Regions from separate parts of the Sus scrofa genome. Here all the other regions are linked to region 6. Evidence: chromatin contacts called from public Hi-C, HiChIP or PLAC-seq and promoter capture Hi-C data. All regions are on one chromosome and are shown on one strand. The core of a region is the stretch at or near the end of the contact, and the rest is flanking DNA. Distances in the headings are between cores, read along the strand shown. Region 1 holds the start of HNRNPC (heterogeneous nuclear ribonucleoprotein C (C1/C2)). Region 2 holds the start of METTL3 (N6-adenosine-methyltransferase 70 kDa subunit). Region 3 holds the start of LOC106504487. Region 4 holds the start of ZNF219 (zinc finger protein 219). Region 5 holds the start of TOX4 (TOX high mobility group box family member 4). Region 6 holds the start of PARP2 (poly [ADP-ribose] polymerase 2).

What was found. Promoter capture Hi-C pulls out the DNA fragments that hold promoters and counts their contacts. Hi-C and Micro-C count contacts between places; a contact is called where the count stands out from the background. HiChIP or PLAC-seq counts read pairs in DNA pulled down with a chosen protein or histone mark.
Region 1: a Hi-C map of skeletal muscle shows a contact between it and region 6, with 3 times the contacts expected there. The contact joins the promoter of HNRNPC here to the promoter of PARP2 in region 6. A contact is called at or near these places in 3 of 47 Hi-C or Micro-C datasets (heart right ventricle, liver and skeletal muscle) and 1 of 2 datasets of contacts at active chromatin or transcription factors (skeletal muscle).
Region 2: a promoter capture Hi-C map of liver shows a contact between it and region 6, with 8 times the contacts expected there. The contact joins the promoter of METTL3 here to the promoter of PARP2 in region 6. A contact is called at or near these places in 1 of 5 promoter capture datasets (liver) and 1 of 2 datasets of contacts at active chromatin or transcription factors (alveolar macrophages).
Region 3: a contact with region 6 is called in a promoter capture Hi-C map of fetal liver, with 5 times the contacts expected there. The contact joins the promoter of LOC106504487 here to the promoter of PARP2 in region 6. A contact is called at or near these places in 2 of 5 promoter capture datasets (fetal liver and liver) and 3 of 47 Hi-C or Micro-C datasets (heart right ventricle, liver and retroperitoneal adipose tissue).
Region 4: a contact with region 6 is called in an H3K27ac HiChIP or PLAC-seq map of alveolar macrophages. The contact joins the promoter of ZNF219 here to the promoter of PARP2 in region 6. A contact is called at or near these places in 2 of 5 promoter capture datasets (fetal liver and liver), 6 of 47 Hi-C or Micro-C datasets (alveolar macrophages, fetal skeletal muscle, heart right ventricle and 3 more) and 2 of 2 datasets of contacts at active chromatin or transcription factors (alveolar macrophages and skeletal muscle).
Region 5: a Hi-C map of liver shows a contact between it and region 6, with 4 times the contacts expected there. The contact joins the promoter of TOX4 here to the promoter of PARP2 in region 6. A contact is called at or near these places in 2 of 47 Hi-C or Micro-C datasets (liver and skeletal muscle).

What each region holds. Positions count from the first base shown.
Region 1 is chr7:77,919,684-77,922,785 of Sscrofa11.1, forward strand. It overlaps HNRNPC (heterogeneous nuclear ribonucleoprotein C (C1/C2)), which reads left to right and starts at 1,462. Exons shown (of 8, transcript NM_001243694.1): 1 at 1,462-1,590.
Region 2 is chr7:77,660,518-77,663,240 of Sscrofa11.1, forward strand. METTL3 (N6-adenosine-methyltransferase 70 kDa subunit) reads left to right here and starts at 1,428. Exons shown (of 11, transcript XM_003128580.5): 1 at 1,428-1,755. The coding sequence starts at 1,656.
Region 3 is chr7:77,779,967-77,782,683 of Sscrofa11.1, forward strand. LOC106504487 reads right to left here and starts at 1,255. Exons shown (of 3, transcript XM_021099305.1): 1 at 715-1,255. The coding sequence starts at 1,221. It overlaps CHD8 (chromodomain-helicase-DNA-binding protein 8), which reads left to right. Exons shown (of 37, transcript XM_021099301.1): 37 at 1-182. SUPT16H (FACT complex subunit SPT16) reads left to right here and starts at 1,002. Exons shown (of 26, transcript XM_001929180.6): 1 at 1,002-1,529. The coding sequence starts at 1,356.
Region 4 is chr7:78,026,800-78,029,820 of Sscrofa11.1, forward strand. ZNF219 (zinc finger protein 219) reads left to right here and starts at 1,761. Exons shown (of 5, transcript XM_021099309.1): 1 at 1,761-2,081. TMEM253 (transmembrane protein 253) reads right to left here. Exons shown (of 9, transcript XR_002345950.1): 7 at 2,718-3,021.
Region 5 is chr7:77,697,444-77,700,399 of Sscrofa11.1, forward strand. TOX4 (TOX high mobility group box family member 4) reads right to left here and starts at 1,509. Exons shown (of 9, transcript XM_001929118.6): 1 at 1,384-1,509; 2 at 1,108-1,176. The coding sequence starts at 1,389. RAB2B (ras-related protein Rab-2B) reads left to right here and starts at 1,464. Exons shown (of 8, transcript XM_013978245.2): 1 at 1,464-1,842; 2 at 2,080-2,151. The coding sequence starts at 1,797.
Region 6 is chr7:78,549,783-78,552,850 of Sscrofa11.1, forward strand. PARP2 (poly [ADP-ribose] polymerase 2) reads right to left here and starts at 1,611. Exons shown (of 16, transcript XM_005656314.3): 1 at 1,467-1,611; 2 at 422-571; 3 at 1-59. The coding sequence starts at 1,509.

The sequences.
Region 1 (3,102 bases), core at 212-2,711, 630 kb before region 6:
GCTCAGCTTGACCAGATCTGCAGTATATCCGGTTAGCCAATCCCCAAATGCCATACTTTTAGGCTCTGTACTTATTTCCTGGTTCCCTAATCTTACTAAATAAGGTCAGATACACAACCCCAGCTGATCATACCGATTACCTTGCTGCTTCTAATGCTGTATAAAACGTACTCTTGCCCCAACTCCCTGGGGAAGTGTGCTCCACTGCTTGTGAGTCACTGTACTCTTCCAACCATGGACTGCTCTCCCTAAGTAAATGACATTCAACTTGTTACTAAATGGCCTTTTTTTTTTTTTTTTCCATTTGATAGGTAACAAGTAATTTCCTTGTGAATCTCTCTGGAATTCAGACATAATTCAAAATTAATGCATAAAACTGTATTCACATATACATATATTCCATAAGATGTATACAGATGGTATCACATTATCTAGATAGTATTCTGCATCTTGCTTTCTCTAACTGTACAGAGAAATATCCTTCATTCCTAGCATAGCTGGACCTATCCCACTGTGTGCATGGCTGCTATAATATAACCAGCGGGACTGGCAGGCGATGCCTGGAGCCAGAAGGTGGGAGACTAGCTATTTCAGATGAGGGGAAGAAGGGAGCAGATTTGGGGGACGAGCAGGGGGTAGGATTAGATGGGCAAGCCAATTCTGGTTGGCATGTAGGGTATTCGTGAAATGATTTGGGGCCAGAGGATGGGTGCTGTAATACTTCAGGCCAACATTTTAGACTTTCTTTACCTTTTGCAGTGGAGAGGAATAAGGAAGTCAGCTGTTTTGGGTGAGATACAGGTTGTCTAAAGAAGGGCTTGACAGGTTAAGTGTTGTCCAAATGGGAGCTCTAAGGTTGGAGTTTTGCAGGATTGGTTACTTTTCTAGTCCTTGGTGCTCCCTCCCAATTCTAAGAAAAGTGTTTTCTTTATCCACACAGCAGTATAGAGGATTCATTCGGAGATTCCTGCTTCCCTTTACCTAGGCCCGGAGCTAGGGCACATCCTTTGAGCCGCTACCAAACAAAATCCCGCAATCCTTCCCCGCCCCCGCGCCGCCGGAATTCCGAGATCCCGGCGGGCCTTCTACCAGGTTCTCTAAGGAGCAGTGATAGGATCCCGTAGCCGCCAATCACAACCTCCCGGATACCCGGATATGAAGTGGTGCGCGGTACAAAGGCAGGTTTCCACCTACCGCTTCGTCAGTTACAGTGGCCAATAAGCATTTCTCAGGTGATAAATGACAGGAAAAATAACCAGTTACAAACTAATTTCGCTCACGCATGTGGAAATTCTCTTGCTTAGTCTAACCCACCACTGATTGTGATTGGACAGAATTGTGAAGAGCGGTAGAACTGTCTAATTAGAAGCGGGAGCGAGAAAAAGCTCAGCCAATAGGAAGAGTCCTAGAAGTGGGGCGGGGACTAGGCCTTCGCCTCGGCGGCAGAGGAGACTCGGGGGCCATTTTGTGAAGAGGCGAAGACTGAGCGGTTGCGGCGGTGTTGCCGACCTCGAGCAGCAGTCCGCTTCTCCACGTAGAACCCGGGAGTAGGAGATTCAGAATCGAATCTCTTCTCCCTCCCCCCTCCTGGTAAGTGGAGGGGGTGGAAGCAGGGGAGTCGCTGGGTTCCTTGGGGAGCGCGAGGGGGTGTGGGAGAAGACGGGGGAACCCTCCTCTCGGTAGAGTAAGCAGGCCCCCGTTTATTCTATTTGCACGGGGGGATTAGATCTTATGCAAGAGAGTTTTATAGGCCTCAGCCCTTGCGTGGATTTTTAACCTAATGTCCTCTAGGCCAGGATCGGCAGGGAGAATGTCCTTTTTCTTCTTCTCGCTCTCCTGTGTTAACGGCTGCTGTCCTTTCATTTTCTATGACCATGAGGTCTCTAAGAGAGATCATGAAAGGGAAGATCGAAATGCTCATTAGTATAGTCCTGTAAATTTAAAAATTGAGCGGGGGATGGGAAGGGTTATCAAGCAGATATTTATTGTACCGCAAGCCTCTAAATTCTGGAGCGTACCACAGGGTATAGTAATAAATATAACAATAGGTTTAATATTTTACCGGTTAGTTTTTGTTTCACTCCTCCCTGAGCAAATGATGGACTTCGACGTAGTTATTTTCAATTCTATTTTTTAAATTGTAATCTCATTTACATATTAACAGTAATAATGAAAGCTGGCTTTTTATCTACAGGTTACAAATCACTTGAAATATATAAGTTAGTGGAGCTTGCTTGAGGTAGGTATTACTGTCTTTCTCAGATAGAAACCGCAGCATGAGAGTGTGGATTGCCAGGGTCGTATTAAATCAGTAGCAGGAGTAGTAAGGAATTTGGCCACTAGGTTAAATTAAATGGCTTTTCCTACCTCTTGATGTGGTAGATACTAACATACTGTATTTGAATCTTTACAAGAACGTAATTACAGCAACCACTAGCGGTAATTGGAAATTCCCAAACTGCCCTTGGGAAAAATATTAAATTATGAGAATTACATATACTATTGTTGTAACTTCCTAAGACAATAAAGTTTGACTTTCAGGGTATTCTGGCATGCATTTTACAGATCATCCAAACGTTGACCAAAAAAAATGCGTGCCTGTATGCTTTTTATTAAGTAGGTATTATAGTGCTTATTATTTGCTAGGTTCTGAAGCATTCAAGTTTTTTCCTAAACTTGCAAAAATTATGTGGGTTTTTTAGTAGTATCACATTCGCATATCAGATCCTTTTTTTAATTCTTGTGTAAGATTTAGGTGATTTTATTTTTCATAACGTGTTGCTTTCACAAAAGCTAGTATTAGCACAGTTTAAACCAGTGCTGCAGAATAAATTCATCCCTTAGGAAACATACTTCATAGGCGCTGAAAGTATTCTTATTTTACATAGCTATGTACTTGTTCCCTCACCATGTAGATAACTGTTCTAATTGTAGTAAGAATCAAAAACGTTGCTTGGGAGTTCCCGTCGTGGCGCAGTGGTTAACGAATCCGACTAGGAACCATGAGGTTGCGGGTTCGGTCCTGCCTTGCTCAGTGGGTTAACGATCTGGCGTTGCGTGAGCTGTGGTGTAGGTTGCAGACACGGCTCGGATCCGCGTTGC
Region 2 (2,723 bases), core at 178-2,677, 890 kb before region 6:
GCAGGCCTTTTTAAGTTGTTCTGACAGTGTTTTGCATCTGGTTAGAACTGATAAATCAGTAGTTCCCGGAGTTCCCGTCGTGGCGCAGTGGTTAAGGAATCTGACTAGGAACCATGAGGTTGCGGGTTCGATCCCTGCCCTTGTTCAGTGTGTTAACGATCTAGCGTTGCCGTGAGCTGTGGTGTAGATTGCAGACGCGGCTCAGATCCCGCGTTGCTGTGGCTCTAGCGTAGGCCGGGGGTTGCAGCTCCAATTCGACCCCTAGCTTGGGAACCTCCATATGCCGCGGGAGCGGCCCAAAGAAATAGCAAAAAGACAAATAAATAAATAAATAAAAATTAAAAAAAAAAATCAGTAGTTCCCAAATGCTTCTGTTCAGAGGATGCAATGGGAACAAAGTTTGTAAGTTTACCACACACAGAAGTACACTTTGGCTCAGTTAATTTTCACAAAGAATGTATTTATGCAATCCCAGAATAAGAAACACAGCACAACCAGAACCTCAAGAAGCCCCTTAGTGCCGCTTCTGAGGATTCTATTTTGTTTGTTTTTGTTTGTTCTTTTGGCATGTGGAAGTCCCCTGGCCAGGGATCAAACCTGAGTCACAACAGCAACCAGAGTGGCTGCAGTGACAATGCAGGATCCTTAACCTGCTGTACCAGAAGTGAACTCCTGAGGACTCTGTTTTAATGTATCAGACATGACACTTGTAGATTTGATATAAGTAAGAATATGTATTTGTAGACTCCGTATATTATCTCTGTTCATCAGTCCTCCTCTGTCAAAGAAGCATACATAACAGCTATATTTTTGTAAACAAATGCATGGAAACATGAACCTACACCTTCAGTGGAAAAGGCATGTTAGTATCAAACTGTCAAAAGAAATCAGTGATCCTTCATTTAAAAATATCTGGGTGTTCCCCTTATGGCTCAGCATTAAAGAGCCTGACTAGAATCCATGAGGACTGGTGTACCATCCCTTGGCCTCCCTCAGTGTTGGGGTTAAGTATCCCATGTTGCTGTGAGCTGTTGGTGTAAGTCACAACACAGCTCGAGTTCCTGCATTGCTGCAGCTCTGATTTGACCTCTTGCCTGAGAACTTCCGCATGCTTCAGGTGAGGCCCTAAAAAAGCAAAAAAAAAAAAAAAAAATCTGTGAATTCACCTGGTGGCCTAATGGTTAAGGAATTAGTGTTGTCTGCTGTGGTTCGGGTTTGATCCCTGTCCGGGAACTTCCGCATGTCCGAGGCGAGGCTACACTCGCACCAGCACCCCTACCTTGGGTGCTTTAACAAGAGTCAACTATCAGGACGCATTTCCTAATAATCAACATGGCCGCATGCGCGGCTATAAGCAAGATGGCCGCTCTGCCAGGCACCAATATGGCAACCCCAGCTTCACCGCTTCCGGTAGCGCGAAAGACCGTCACTGAAAAACATATCCGCCACTCCGCTAACATTTAAGGTGGCTCCTCATTTCAGTTCCAAAGCGAGAGCGAAACGGGAAATGACTTTCTATCTGGCGCATCTCTCAGGACCTCCTTCCGGTTAGCCTTGGGGAGTACGCGTGAGAGTTGGAAATTTCGTGGAGCCAGTGCTGGGAGGTGCTAGTCGGCTACCCCTTGTTCGAGACGTGTCCCGGCTGTGGGACTAAAATGTCGGACACGTGGAGCTCTATCCAGGCCCACAAAAAGCAGCTGGACTCGCTGAGGGAAAGGCTGCGGCGGAGGCGGAAGCAGGACTCAGGGCACTTGGGTGAGGCGCTGGGCTGTTGGGCTGATGCTTACCCCGGGAGGGAGGGAGGGAACCCAGGAGGGAACCGTGGAGAAAAAGCTCCTGAGTCAGAGCCTTTGCCCAAATGGCCATTTCTTTAATGCTTCATAAGTTGGTACTCTTCTCTTCCCCTTCAGCCGTACAGACGCCTTGCCCTCTGGCAAGTAGTCGCGTTCCTTCCCACCCTGGCCCCTGGTCCCTCCGGTTCACCACTTTCCCGGGACGGAAGCTCCCATTCGTCCCCAACCCTGCCTCTCCACGTCTGGTTGACTCCTCTTGAAAGTCTCCTTTGCTAGGCCTTTCAGGCCCCTTCCCTCGAGCAGCAAGTCCCCTCTTTGGATTATTCCCATGGCTCTTTGTTCGTCCCTCGGTTATAGCAATTGCTTTGTAGTGGTTGTTTCTCTGAGACTGTGGGCAGTGTAAGAGCAAGTACGAATCTGTATACACAGGGACCATCTCATTGGCCCTCACAGAGCTGGCACAGGGTGTTGCTAAGTGAGTAGAGAAACTGGCATTGTCTTAGCCATTTACATATCAAACAATCTGGAAACATTTGTTTTTAAACTTTTTCACCCCTTCCGTTGCCCTCTGTGTCACAGTCATAAAACTTGAAGGAACCTCAAATGATTGTCTTGTCTTTTGCATTCCACATCCCCAGCACAAGCCTTGAATTAGCTAAAGCAAATCAATGGAAGATCTACAAGGATAATGAATCCATACCATTCTTGTAGCTTGTTTCTCTGTCAGTGTACTTGAGTCCATCTCTAAATCTTGTGTTGAAATACGTGAGGTCCACACATTCATTCTGATCTTTGGAAATGGAAAATGCCCTGGCAAGACTCTTACGCCATAATAAATAAACATCTATTGAGTATCTACAATGTACATGAGTCTAGTAAGACAAAAATAAGTAAAACAGTGTCCCTGCCCTCAAGGAATTTAAAATTTAG
Region 3 (2,717 bases), core at 5-2,504, 770 kb before region 6:
AGGAGACTAGAGCAGCTGATATGCTCACCCCTCCCTAGACACCTCCATTAACCACAGACTATGTAGCGCCGGCACTAGCCTCTGGCAGAGCCTGTTCCTGACCGAACTGTGGATACAGCTGGAGGGTCAGGAACTGTTACCTTCCTTCCCCTTGGCATTAATAAATTTAAGTTAATCCTTTCCCACTCTTCCCTTGTCCTATATTTGCTCAAACCCAATATAAATATTAATTTTGAGTTGATATTCATGATTTCAACACCACTTTCCTAACTTCATTACTGTTCGCGTGAAGTTACCTTGGATAGGACAGACAAGTTATTGGTACTCTATTAAAGGATTATATGTAAGTGGAGGTTGTCCAGCTTGCCAAAAGGCAAAGAAATGATCTAAGCCAAGTAGTAGGCAAAATGTTGTTCCAGATTCAAACTCCAAGTTCTTAGAAGAGATGAGAAGGAAGAATTTCGTCAAGACCCATGTACACTTTATTTCGAATTAACTGAAATAATGGTGCTTTGGGGAAGCCCTAAGAATGGTGTCACTTAATGAACTGCTGCAAGGGGACTGGCTGACTAGAAGGACGCTGTCACAACCTCACGGGGAAATGGATTTTGTGAATTCTCTCAAGCCACGTATTTCCTACGACCTTCCTCTAACATCCCAGCGCTCAAATGAAGCCTGGGCATTTTATTTTCCTTTCTAAGGCCAAGTCCTTACCCCACAGTGCGTGTCGTAGTTCAGTTTATGTGCAGGGCAGGCTCCCTCTTCCTGGTTTGGGCGCTCTGTCCGCGCGAAGCCCCTGACCCAGCGTCCCAGCAACGAGAATCCTTCCAACCCTAAAGTAGCAGAGGCTTTTACTTTCCCACCTTTTCTAGGAGGGGAACGTACCCGGTTACGCTGTAGTCTTCCCACTACCATCCCACGCCAGATCCCGCTCTTTCCGCTTCCCTTCCTTTGCCGATGGGTGGGGCCATTACACCCGCGCGCTGCTCCCTGTGTGGGGCGGGGTCGGTACGTCAGGCCACCCGCCTCCTTCGCCTGGTTCAGCCTCCGCCGCTTCGGCAAGTAGTTGGATCTCCTGGAAACCGCAGCCTGGCAGAGAGTAAGGGCGGGGACAGTGTCACGTGATGACGTCGCCTCGCGTGCGGCTGTTGCTAAATTGACAAGGAAACCCCGCGAAAATCTAGACTCTTTTAGCGTTGCACATTTTGTTACTCTCCCCATTCTTTTCCTTCCTCTTTTCTCCCTAACCTCCGGAGAGAGGATTATATTAAAAAAAAGTGAAGGAAAAAAAAGAAAACAGAAAAATACCCAAGCGCTGCCGGGACCCGGAAGCGGAAAGGGCATCTTTGAGGTCGATGCTTCCGGGTCACTGGGAGAGTGCGGGATTCCGGGGCCGAGAGAGGGTGGCGGAGCCGGGACCTCGCGTGATTCTCGGAACCCGAGGAGGAGCGGCGTCTGTGGCTATGGCTGTGACTCTGGATAAAGACGCTTATTACCGGAGAGTGAAGCGACTGTACAGCAATTGGAGGGTGAGATAGAACTCGTAATTTTACCTAGGGAGACCCCCTTTGCCATCCCATAATAACCCCGTTTCTCGGCGCCTTTTTTCCCCCTTTCCGTCGGGAATTCGCGGGTTCAGTGTCGCGCCCCTTTAGTTGCTCCAGGATCATTTACTGCAGGAGGCCCCGAGGGCCGCCAGGTAGCAGGGAATCCCCCGCAATCATCCTCCCCTGCGGCCATCACCATCTTCCCCGCGTGCCAGCCCCCGTCATGCATAACAGCCACCTCTCGTAGTCTCTTCCCGCCCTAGAAGAGGCATCCTCACCCCTCCCTCCCACTCCGTGATCGCGTCTTGCTGCCCCTTCCTGCAGTGTTCACACACACCCACGCATTCGCTCTGTCCTTCCAGAACCAGAGTGTTGCGCCCTAGGTCCCGCCAGAATTACAACCATTTCGTAAAGGATGGATGGAGGGCCAAGGAGGATGTGAATCGGGCTCTCCGCGTTTATCTTTTGCTGAACTGTTGCTGGAGTTAAAAAAAGAAATACTGCTCACGCTCAACCGCCTCATGTTCTAGGCCCTGCCGTGGGTAACACAGAAACCTAACGCTGAAAACCTGCAGGCTTTAGTAATACAGAAAATGTTGTGATGCCTAATACCTCATTAGTTTTCCTCCTTGATTGAGTATGTGGGGCACGTGTTCAGAAAAAGCTGTTGAGGTTCTCAGTCTTTCAAAAGCTTGGGTATTTTTGCTGCTTTAAAAAGTCCACAGCTAAAATTTTATTTATTCAAATATTTGATTGCATCCTCTGGTGGATTTTGAGCTATCTGGCTTAAGTCTGGCCTCTGAACTCTGTCATTCAAGGAGGATAAAACTAAGGAAGACTTTTTAAAACCTGATAAGCGCCATGACAAAAATAATCAGTTCTGATTTCAGCGTTGTAAATTGCCTACCAAACTACTTCTCTGCTAAAAACTAAACTATTAAAATTGGTCATTTCCCTACCGTTCATATCAAAGGTTCCTGTGCATGATTCATCCTTTGAGCACAAATGCATTAGATAATTGAAGATAAAATGGATTATCTGCATTTTATGATAAGCCAAAATAAGGACTCTATGCTAGACAAATGCTGAACATAAATTTTATTTAAAAACTTTATTGGTTAATTTCTACATGTTTCTACAGTTTCTCTCACTGTCATATTAAAATTTGAA
Region 4 (3,021 bases), core at 511-3,010, 520 kb before region 6:
AGCATTAGGAGCTTTGGGACTGAATCTCTGATCTTCCAACTTATCATCTGATTCTCCTTTGCTTACATATTCCTCCTACCCTGAAGGTGTTACTACCAAAAACTGCCAAATAAACCCTGGGGGGCAAAATACCCTCTCCCTGATAACCAATATGAGAACCTAATGTTAAATCTCTTCAAGATTTGAATTTTAGAAGCCTTGAGGGCCAACGAGAACTGCACATCCAAAACCTGAATTTATAGCTTATTTTTGTATAATGAGAGACAATAACTGAAGGACCATAGGCCGAATCTGTTGATTTTTAAAATTGTAATCATCAACATTTTATTTTATTTACTTTTTTTTTTTTTTTTTTTTTTAGAGCTGCACCTCCGACATATGCAAGTTCCCAGGCTAGGAGTCAACAATTGGAGCTGCAGCTGCCAACCTATACCACAGCCACGTGAGATCCAAGCCGCATTTTTGACCTATACCACAGCTCAAGGCAACGATGGATCCTTAACCCAATGAACAAAAAGGCCAGAGATCGAACCCACATCCTCATGGATATCAGTCAGGTTCATATACAAAAGGAACTGCCTCAGCATTTTAAAATCAGATGATTCACATTTAAAAAGTCAGAATTTCTGACCTTTATAGGAAAATTGGAACAATGGCAATACCAAGCCCCCAGTCCCACATGGGAATAATTGGGTAGAATTGGGTTAAAGTCTTTAAATAGAATGTGGGCTCCTCTAGTTTTCCATAGTTCCTATGACTCCCTATTAACTCATACCTAATCTGCTTCACTCCTCTTCCCTATCGGAAAAACCTCCAAAGTGTTTAACAGTTTTAAAGTTTTTTTTTTTTTTTCATGTGTAATTTTATTTGAGCCTTGGTCCTCCAGTTAGGTTGAGGGTAAATACTATAACCTCCATTTAAGCAAAATGTAGTTCATAGAGGTCTGACTTGCCCAAACTTACACATCAAATTTCCTGTCTCCCAGTCTTACCATTATCCTGGGGGAGGGGGGGGGAGTTTCTATTGAGAACTTCATTTAGTGGAACAAAACCAAAGAACAAAACCAAAGTAGATATGCGCATAACTGCTGGAACAGATGAATACCAACTGCTAAGCTGTTCAACAAATCACTGCAAATGGCTACCTCCTCTTCCTTTAATGAAGTATTTCTGCTTCCCTTCCCCTTCCAGGCATATGTAAAGATTGCCCTTCTGGCCATCTTGAAGTTGGATATGGCTATATGGCTTGCTTTGGCCAATGAAGTGTGAGCAGAAGTGATATGTATCCCTCTGAGGCAGAAACATTTAAAAGTCTATGAACAATTCTTCATGCTTACTTCACAACTGGGCAAGCTGGTGGTGGTGAGGGGTATTAGTCTCATGGTGTCATGGTAGGATCTCAAAATGGTAGTGCTCCATGGGCTTGGGTACCTGCGTAACTTACAATGTTCAGAGTACCCTGCCAGACTCCCTAAACCTTTGGGGCTTTAGGTTTCAGGGCACTGAAATTTTGGCATTGTTACCACATCATAATCTCACCAAACCTGACTGATATAAGGTTCATCTGCATGGTGACTGAATTCTCCAAGAAGTAAAATGCAACTCCTAGACATCTGATTATATCACTAAAAGCTGCTGCTTCTATTTGGAATGAATTGCTGATTTTTACCCTCAGCTTCCTCATCTACTATCACCTTCTGAGTTTTAAGAAAATTATTTTGAGTCCTTCACACATGAGCTCTCCATTATTCTAGATTGGGAGGAGGCGGCGAAGGGGGAGGCCCAGATCTTGTTTTCTCCATTTCAGAACCTAATCCCAGAACTGTCCCCACCCACAAATACTCACACAATCTTGTCATAGGGCGACTATTACCACTCCCAAGGTGTCACAAACAGAAAGGAGCTGCCCCTGGCGCCACTGCAATGTCAGGGCAAGGCAGCCAGGCTGCGCTCTTTCCTTACTGGTGCTTGGGCTTGGCTAAGCCCGGAGAAGCAGCATTCTCTAGGGAAAGAAGCCTTCTCAAGTGGGAACAAAAATGAGTGTGAGGCGCACACCCATCCTGGGCACTTTGTGAATTTGGGGTGAGTTCTCATAGTAATGCAGCTCTGGTCAACTTCTAGTTTCTCTAGCGGCTAGTAAGCTGTCGGGCTGGTACAACTGGGTGCTCCCAGTTTTCCTGGGCTTTTCTCAAGCCCACCTGAGCTCGTCATCTTTGCACATTTGCAAAGGTCATAAACGGTGGGGGTTGAGCGCAACCAGAGCTTCAGCAACCGCACCTCAGCAGCCGGGATCGAAGGTCGGCGGGGCTGCTGAGAGGCTGAGCCTGCGCAGTCCCGCTCCCGCCTTGGAGAGAAAGGGTGGCGGCGACGCGGGCTCGTTACACCGGCGTGCTCGCAAGAGGCGGGAAAGCCTTAGGTCGGGTCGCCGTGTCCCTCCTCTTCCTGCCCCATCCACCCGTCTGGCCAGCCCGTCCTCCTCAGGCGCCTAGGCCCGGGGGGAGGGGGATGAAAAGGGCCCTGGGCTTCTGACTCATCATCTCCAACCCCTTTCTCGCGCGCGCTCCAAGTCTCAGGACTTTGAACCTGGGCACTGTGGGAGGGGGCACGGCGACAACATCTGTGGAAACCCCAGCTCTGCTGAGGGCCAGCCCTCCGCCCCTGCCCGTCTCCGAAGCTGTCAGAGGGAGGACTGTGGACCCACAGTCAACTCTCAGTTACCGAGATTGGGGTGGTGGCGGCCCCTCTCAGAATAGCCCGCCCGGCTCCTCCCTGCACACGGGGCCAGTGGTCGCGTCCGAGGAAACTCTCGGCTAGGCCCTGACTTCCAGCGCTTGGCGTCACTCAGCAGATGCACAGCGCCCCCACCGCGGAGGAAAGGCTCTTTATTTCCCAGCAGGCCACGGGGCAGCGGGGCATCCTGGGACTTGTAGTCTCCGCTAGAGTAGAAAGGAACCGCCTCTGACTGAGAACTAAAGCACGAGTGAATTGACTTCAGAGAGTAGGCGTGTACGGAAACCCGGGT
Region 5 (2,956 bases), core at 259-2,758, 850 kb before region 6:
ACTCCTAGTTTTATATTGTTTCTAAATTTGCTGCTCATTTATAACACATTCTCCTGTTTAGGAGAATAAAACAAACAGTAAATGCAATGAAGAAAATATGAACAAATAGCAAATGACCCTTGCTAATCAAATTCTCATCCGTGAAAACATTAAGATTTATTATAGGATAAGTTCATTCAACAGCAACTGAGAATTTTTGTTACAAAAAGCTAACAAAAATGGTTTACGACATGTTTGAAAACAAAATCCTCAAAAGATACTGGAAAGTTCATAACTTCAGTTTCTTAAGACTGAGAAATTTATTTGTATCTGTTCCATCTTTCCCTTTTGCCTTGCCTAAGCAAATGACGCATACTTATGACAGTATTTCAACTAAAACTTTTCCAGTAATACTAAAGGACCTCACCATGACCATTACATTTACCTCACAACGTCATAAGAAACTATTATTACAGCCATTTGACAGCTGGGGAAACTGTGACATACAAAGGTGAAGTAAGCTGCTCAAACTCTGAGTCACTGGCAAACAGAAACACATATTCTACTCAACTCCATGTTTTCTGAAGGCAACTATTTCCTTTCATACTGTCGCTAGCAAAACAAGCTAACACCACGTAAGTAAACATAACTTTTTAAAAAATCACTGAGTAGAAAATTTTAATGAAACAAAGACCCCTTCAACAGAGTACGTTTTAAGAGTGAACACATGTCATAGTTATCCTCTACTAGGTAAACTCCTTCCCTCTCCCCAATTTCTTTGGCTGAAACACCTCCCTGCTGCGATCCCCCAAGATTGTTTTAGTTACTTCTCCTTCACAGAAAGAGAAATTCCATTCTGGATTCCAATCCGGAATCACTCTGAAATAAACAGGTACGCTCTTTTCAAGGTCTTGCTCTTCTGATGACAACAACTTCCCAGGCCCTCCCCAGAGCTCTCATAGGCTCTGGAAGCAACTGCCACTCTTCTGCAAACATCAATCACGGCCCCGGATTCCCAACCACCAGCCCCCGGCGTCCACGCTCCCCTCCCCACCACCCTACCCCACCTCCTCTGCCTCAGCAGCCCCCCACCCCCCCGCCGCCGTAACGTCGGCAGCTCTTGCTCACCTCGGCCCCTGACAGGAAGGGGTGCGAGGGTCCAGTGATCGTCAGGTAATTGTCACTTCCTCCGGGAAACTGGAAACCAAAAGAAAGCCGCGAGGATGTTAGAGGAAGTAGGGAATTAGGTTGGAGCGACGGATTCTGACCCCGACATTATGACAACATTCCCGAAACTCGGCTCTCTCCCCTCCCGGCAGCCGCCTCTCCGCCCGACTTCCCATCTCTGCTTCAACCCCGTCAGCCGCGTTCTCTCGCCAGCCTTCTTAGCGCTCAGGCGCTTACCTCCATCTTCACACAACGGCTACCACAGCCTCAGTGCCCTCATCGCTCCCACCGCCTCTACAGGACACGGAACTGCCGTCACTTCCGCAACGACGTGCGTGGCTCTCAGCTGACTGGAAGGAGCGCCGTGGGGCTGTTGTGAGTCAGGCCCGGGAAAGCCGAGCGGACTGAAAGGCTAGCTATCGCCCCCTGGATCTTGGTGGTATTATGGCATGTAGAAGTGTTGGAGGCGCCGCCGGAGGTGGTATCTGGGTATTACCGTCGCTCCGACTGAAAGAGGATTTCGAGGGAGAGCAATAGAGACGTGATCTGGGCTAGAAGGGACCGGAGGTCCGTAGATTGCGTGGCTAGAGAGGCCGGAGGTAAGTGGCTGTAGAAGTCGGGCGGACCCGGAATCCAGAGGAAACGGGACCATGACTTATGCTTATCTCTTCAAGTACATCATCATCGGGGACACAGGTAACCCGCAGACAACAGCTCTCAGGCAGGGGCGGGAATCCGAAGGGCCCAAATCGGGTCTTGGGGGCGGGGCTCATTTAGTGGGCTGGGCCATTAAGTGAGGAGCGGGCGGGGGCGGGGCGGCCGGCCGGGGGCGGGGCTCGGGGCTTGGGGCTCCCCTTCCCCAGTCCCTGATGCCCCGACTTTGGACTGTTCCCCTGCCGTGTAACTGCTAGAACCCACGTCCTCCTTTTTCAGGTGTGGGGAAGTCATGTCTCCTCCTGCAGTTTACAGACAAGCGGTTCCAGCCGGTCCACGACCTCACAATAGGTAAGTACATATTACCTGTCTTAAAGTAGATTATGAAATCTGATTACCTGAAGTGGAAATTTAGCAGCTTTTAGTGTTCAAAGTAAAACATTACCTGCCCTACTTTTTGAACTAGTCCAAAGTTACATTGAGTCTCTAATCAAATGCTGATAAATGGGGAGTAGTGTAATTGGGAGTAAATAATTGAAAAGTAACTAAGAGTTGAGTATGGAGGTGTGGATTAGCTGCCTGTAGGATTTTTTTCCCCAAAATGTAATTTGTATGCTTACGGAAAATCCCACTAAAGCGGAATTACTTATTCAGAAACTAACCTTGTTTTGCGGTAAATTAGTGCGAACTTCACGTGTTTTTCAAAGTAATTACTATATAGATTTTGTGTGTGTGTGGGAGAAGAATAAGCACACTGAAGAGCCATCCCAGACTTAAAATTAAAAGGTAGATGAAGCGAGTAACTTTTCCTTTAAAGAAAAGAGTATGATCGAGTTCCAAAAACAAACTGGTGATACTGGGACATATGAATGTCTTCACACATTTGAAATTAGCTATAGCCTGCTGGGGCCTATACATCCCCTTTCATATCTCCATAACCCCAGCCCAAATAAAGAATATATGTGTTAAACTAGCCTTCCTTGCAGATGTTTCTGAATAAAAGCCTGATTTCCCATTCTTACCAGATTGCCACTTCCAAGTCCCCCCCTTTTGGAAGTCTGAAGCTGCCACTACTCCCAAGGACTTACTCAGAACCCAAATAGCTGATGGGGTTCAAAAAGGATTTAGAGGAAAAATCAACAGGAGAAGATTTTTG
Region 6 (3,068 bases), core at 361-2,860:
GGCTGTGCACTCTGGGTCCACTGGAGCTTTGCCCTTTAACAGCAAGGTCTTCACAGACTCTGAGGAAAGACAGATACATAACACATGTACTTCGACGGAAGTCAAAAACAGCTGTCATGGTTAGATGGAAACCTGTCATAATGAACTTTGCCCTTCCCAAGTACAGCAGTGAAACAAGTGCTGATTCAGAAGGTGATGGAAATGGGAAGGGCTATAATAGACCTTATCTACCCAGGTCTCAGTTTATCTCAGATACATGAAACTGAACATTTTGAGAAAGTAGATTAGTTGTACGGTATGCCCCACAGGTAGAAAGTTAATTATATCTTCAAGAAAGGAAGAGATAAGAGTTGAAAGAACAAGATATCCCCTAGCCTCACCCCTCCCAGGAACACTCTTGCTGGCAGATGTTCTCTCTGACCTTGCTTGTCTTCTGTCCTGTCATTGTCAGCCTTTCCTCCAGCCACAGGCTCCCTTTTCACCTGCTGCCTCTGACATCTTCGAATTTTCTTTGCAGGAGGAGTGTCTTCTGTAGCTGTTTTGCCATTAATTTTTGCAGCTTCATTTAATGCTATGGGCAAGACAAATGGACAAAGCAGCAAAAGAAAGAATGAGTACACAATGAAAAAAACACCTTTTGAAAGAAATGGATTGCGATGGTTTTGTAAATTTACAAAAAGAGTAATAACTGCCGCATCACCGTTCTTGAAAACAGTCTGAGTTCCTGAATTGCTGTTCTAGCCAAATAAAACAAAATAAAATAAAATGAAGCCTTGAGGCTCTTGTAAGACCATGCCTGAGGCATGATTCTCTTCTGCCTGTTTATCTCTTCTGTTTACTGGTGTCCCATCCCCCAAACTCCCTAAGGTGGTAGCAGAGTGCTCCGAAGTCTGTGCCTAACTAGGAGCCCAGCCCTGTCTTTTTCTAGTTGTGGAATCTTAAGTTGTTTCATCTCTTTGTACTTCAGTTGCCCCAACTGAAAAATCCAGAGGATGACAACAACAATATGGAATTTGTAGGGTGGAGCAATACATTAAGAACACAATATACAGAGAGATAGAGTATCTCATCATAAATCAATTGTATGAGCTGCATTTTATCATCTCTGAAACTGGATGCATTTTACAAGTGATAATTTACAAGCAGTGAATCATGTTTTAACTGGAAGCGTTTTTCTTTGCTTGGTGCTACATAAAATAATTAGACACCTTATAATTAATTTTTTAGATTGTATGACATTAGATATTTAAAATAGTGTTGGCACCAGGCTAGTTGTTATAGATCAACAACCTGTTATACACAATTCTGCAATCCAAAAAGCTCTTAAAACTGATTGTCAAAGTACAGCACCAAAACAAGTGCTGATTCAGAGGGCGATGGAAACGGGAAGGGCTACAGTTGACAGCACCGTTCATTTTCCGACTTCCCGCCTCCCGGCATTCCGCCCCCAGCAAAGTGCTCCGAACCTCGCGTCCGGCGGCTGCAGGTCCCTCTCCCGCGCGCAGCCATGGATCCCTAACATCGACGTCATCAACCACTTCCTAGGAATCTGCCGGCGCAGTCTCAAGGCGGGAACATGTATTGCGCGTGCGTCCTGGAGCGAAGCTGCCTGCACCGGACGGGGACGAACGCGCCACAATATTTGCATGTCGCAATGTCTTATGGGAAATCACCATAACTATGAAATCTCTCTACTTATGGGAGTTTTATAAGTGCTCACAGAAGCAGTTTTCCTACGTAGGGCGGAGAGAAGCTCATCGGTGGGGCTACGCGCTGAGTGCATTCAGTCACTCTACCCCATGTCCCTTGGGAAGGTCTGAGACTAGGGCCAAGAGCGGCCCTAACAGGGCCCTCCCTGAATCTCAGGGAGGTGAGTTCCCAGAGAACGGGTCTCCGCGCGAGGGCAGACTGGGCAGGAGATGCCATGAGACCCCGCCTTGAGGAGGGGCCTGGCGGATGCCTCCTGAGCCGGAGCTTGGAACAGACTCACGGCCAGCGAAGTGAGTTCAATGGCTGAGGTGAGGTACCCCGTCAGGGGGCCTCATAACCCAATTCAGACTACTCTCCCTCCGACCTTCTTTTAAAGAAATGCATGATTTAAGCGCATCCTGTGTGTGAGCACTGATCTTCAATAAACGAACTTGAAATACACAGAAATATCTTTTGAGGCAAGGAATATCTTGAGGTAAGGAATGGGGGGGGTTCTCAAAGATATATAGTATAAGGGAAATATTGATAAATTTGATTATATTAAAATAGAGAAATTTTGGGAATTCCCATTGTGGCCCAGCAGTAACGAACCGGACTAGGATCCATGACGACATAGGTTCAATCCCTGGCCTTGTTCAGTGGGTCAGGGATCCGATATTACCCTGAGCTGTGGTATAGGTGACAGACGTGGCTTGGATCCTGTGTTGCTGTGGCCTGATTTGGCCTGGGAACTTTCATATGCCACGAGTGTGTCCCTAAAAAGCCAAAAAAAATTAAATTAAGAAATTTTGTTCATCAACATAAATGAAGAAATTTTTTCACTACTTGCATGCTGTTTGATTACAAATATTAAAAAAAATCGGAAGATACTGGGAGATAATTTTTTTAACTCAAAAAGGAAGCTTAGCAAGGCTAATAGAAAAATAACACGTAAGAATAAATTTTATCTTTTAAAAAGAGCTTCAAAGAAATAGAAAAAGATTTTTTAGAAAAGATACAATTTAAAATAACATAAAAGCATATCAAGTACTTGGGAATAAATCTGACAAAATGTAAGTACTTGCTCAACAAAATGTTTGCTGTATTGGATTGGTTGATCTGTTTCTGAAGATAAATCAAAGCTTGTTGCATCTGACTTAATTATGGCACAAATAAGCTAGACGGGCCTAAAAGGCATTACTTTGGAAATAGGAAGATGTATAAAAATGGAAATTTATTAAAAATATCTAATATTTACTAGAGCTTTCTTTGTGTACTAGACACTGAACTAAGTGCTGTACATGCACAACCTCATTTAATCTTTATATTGATAATAACTAGAAATTATTTAGTGTTTACTATGCAGTAAGCTTTACATT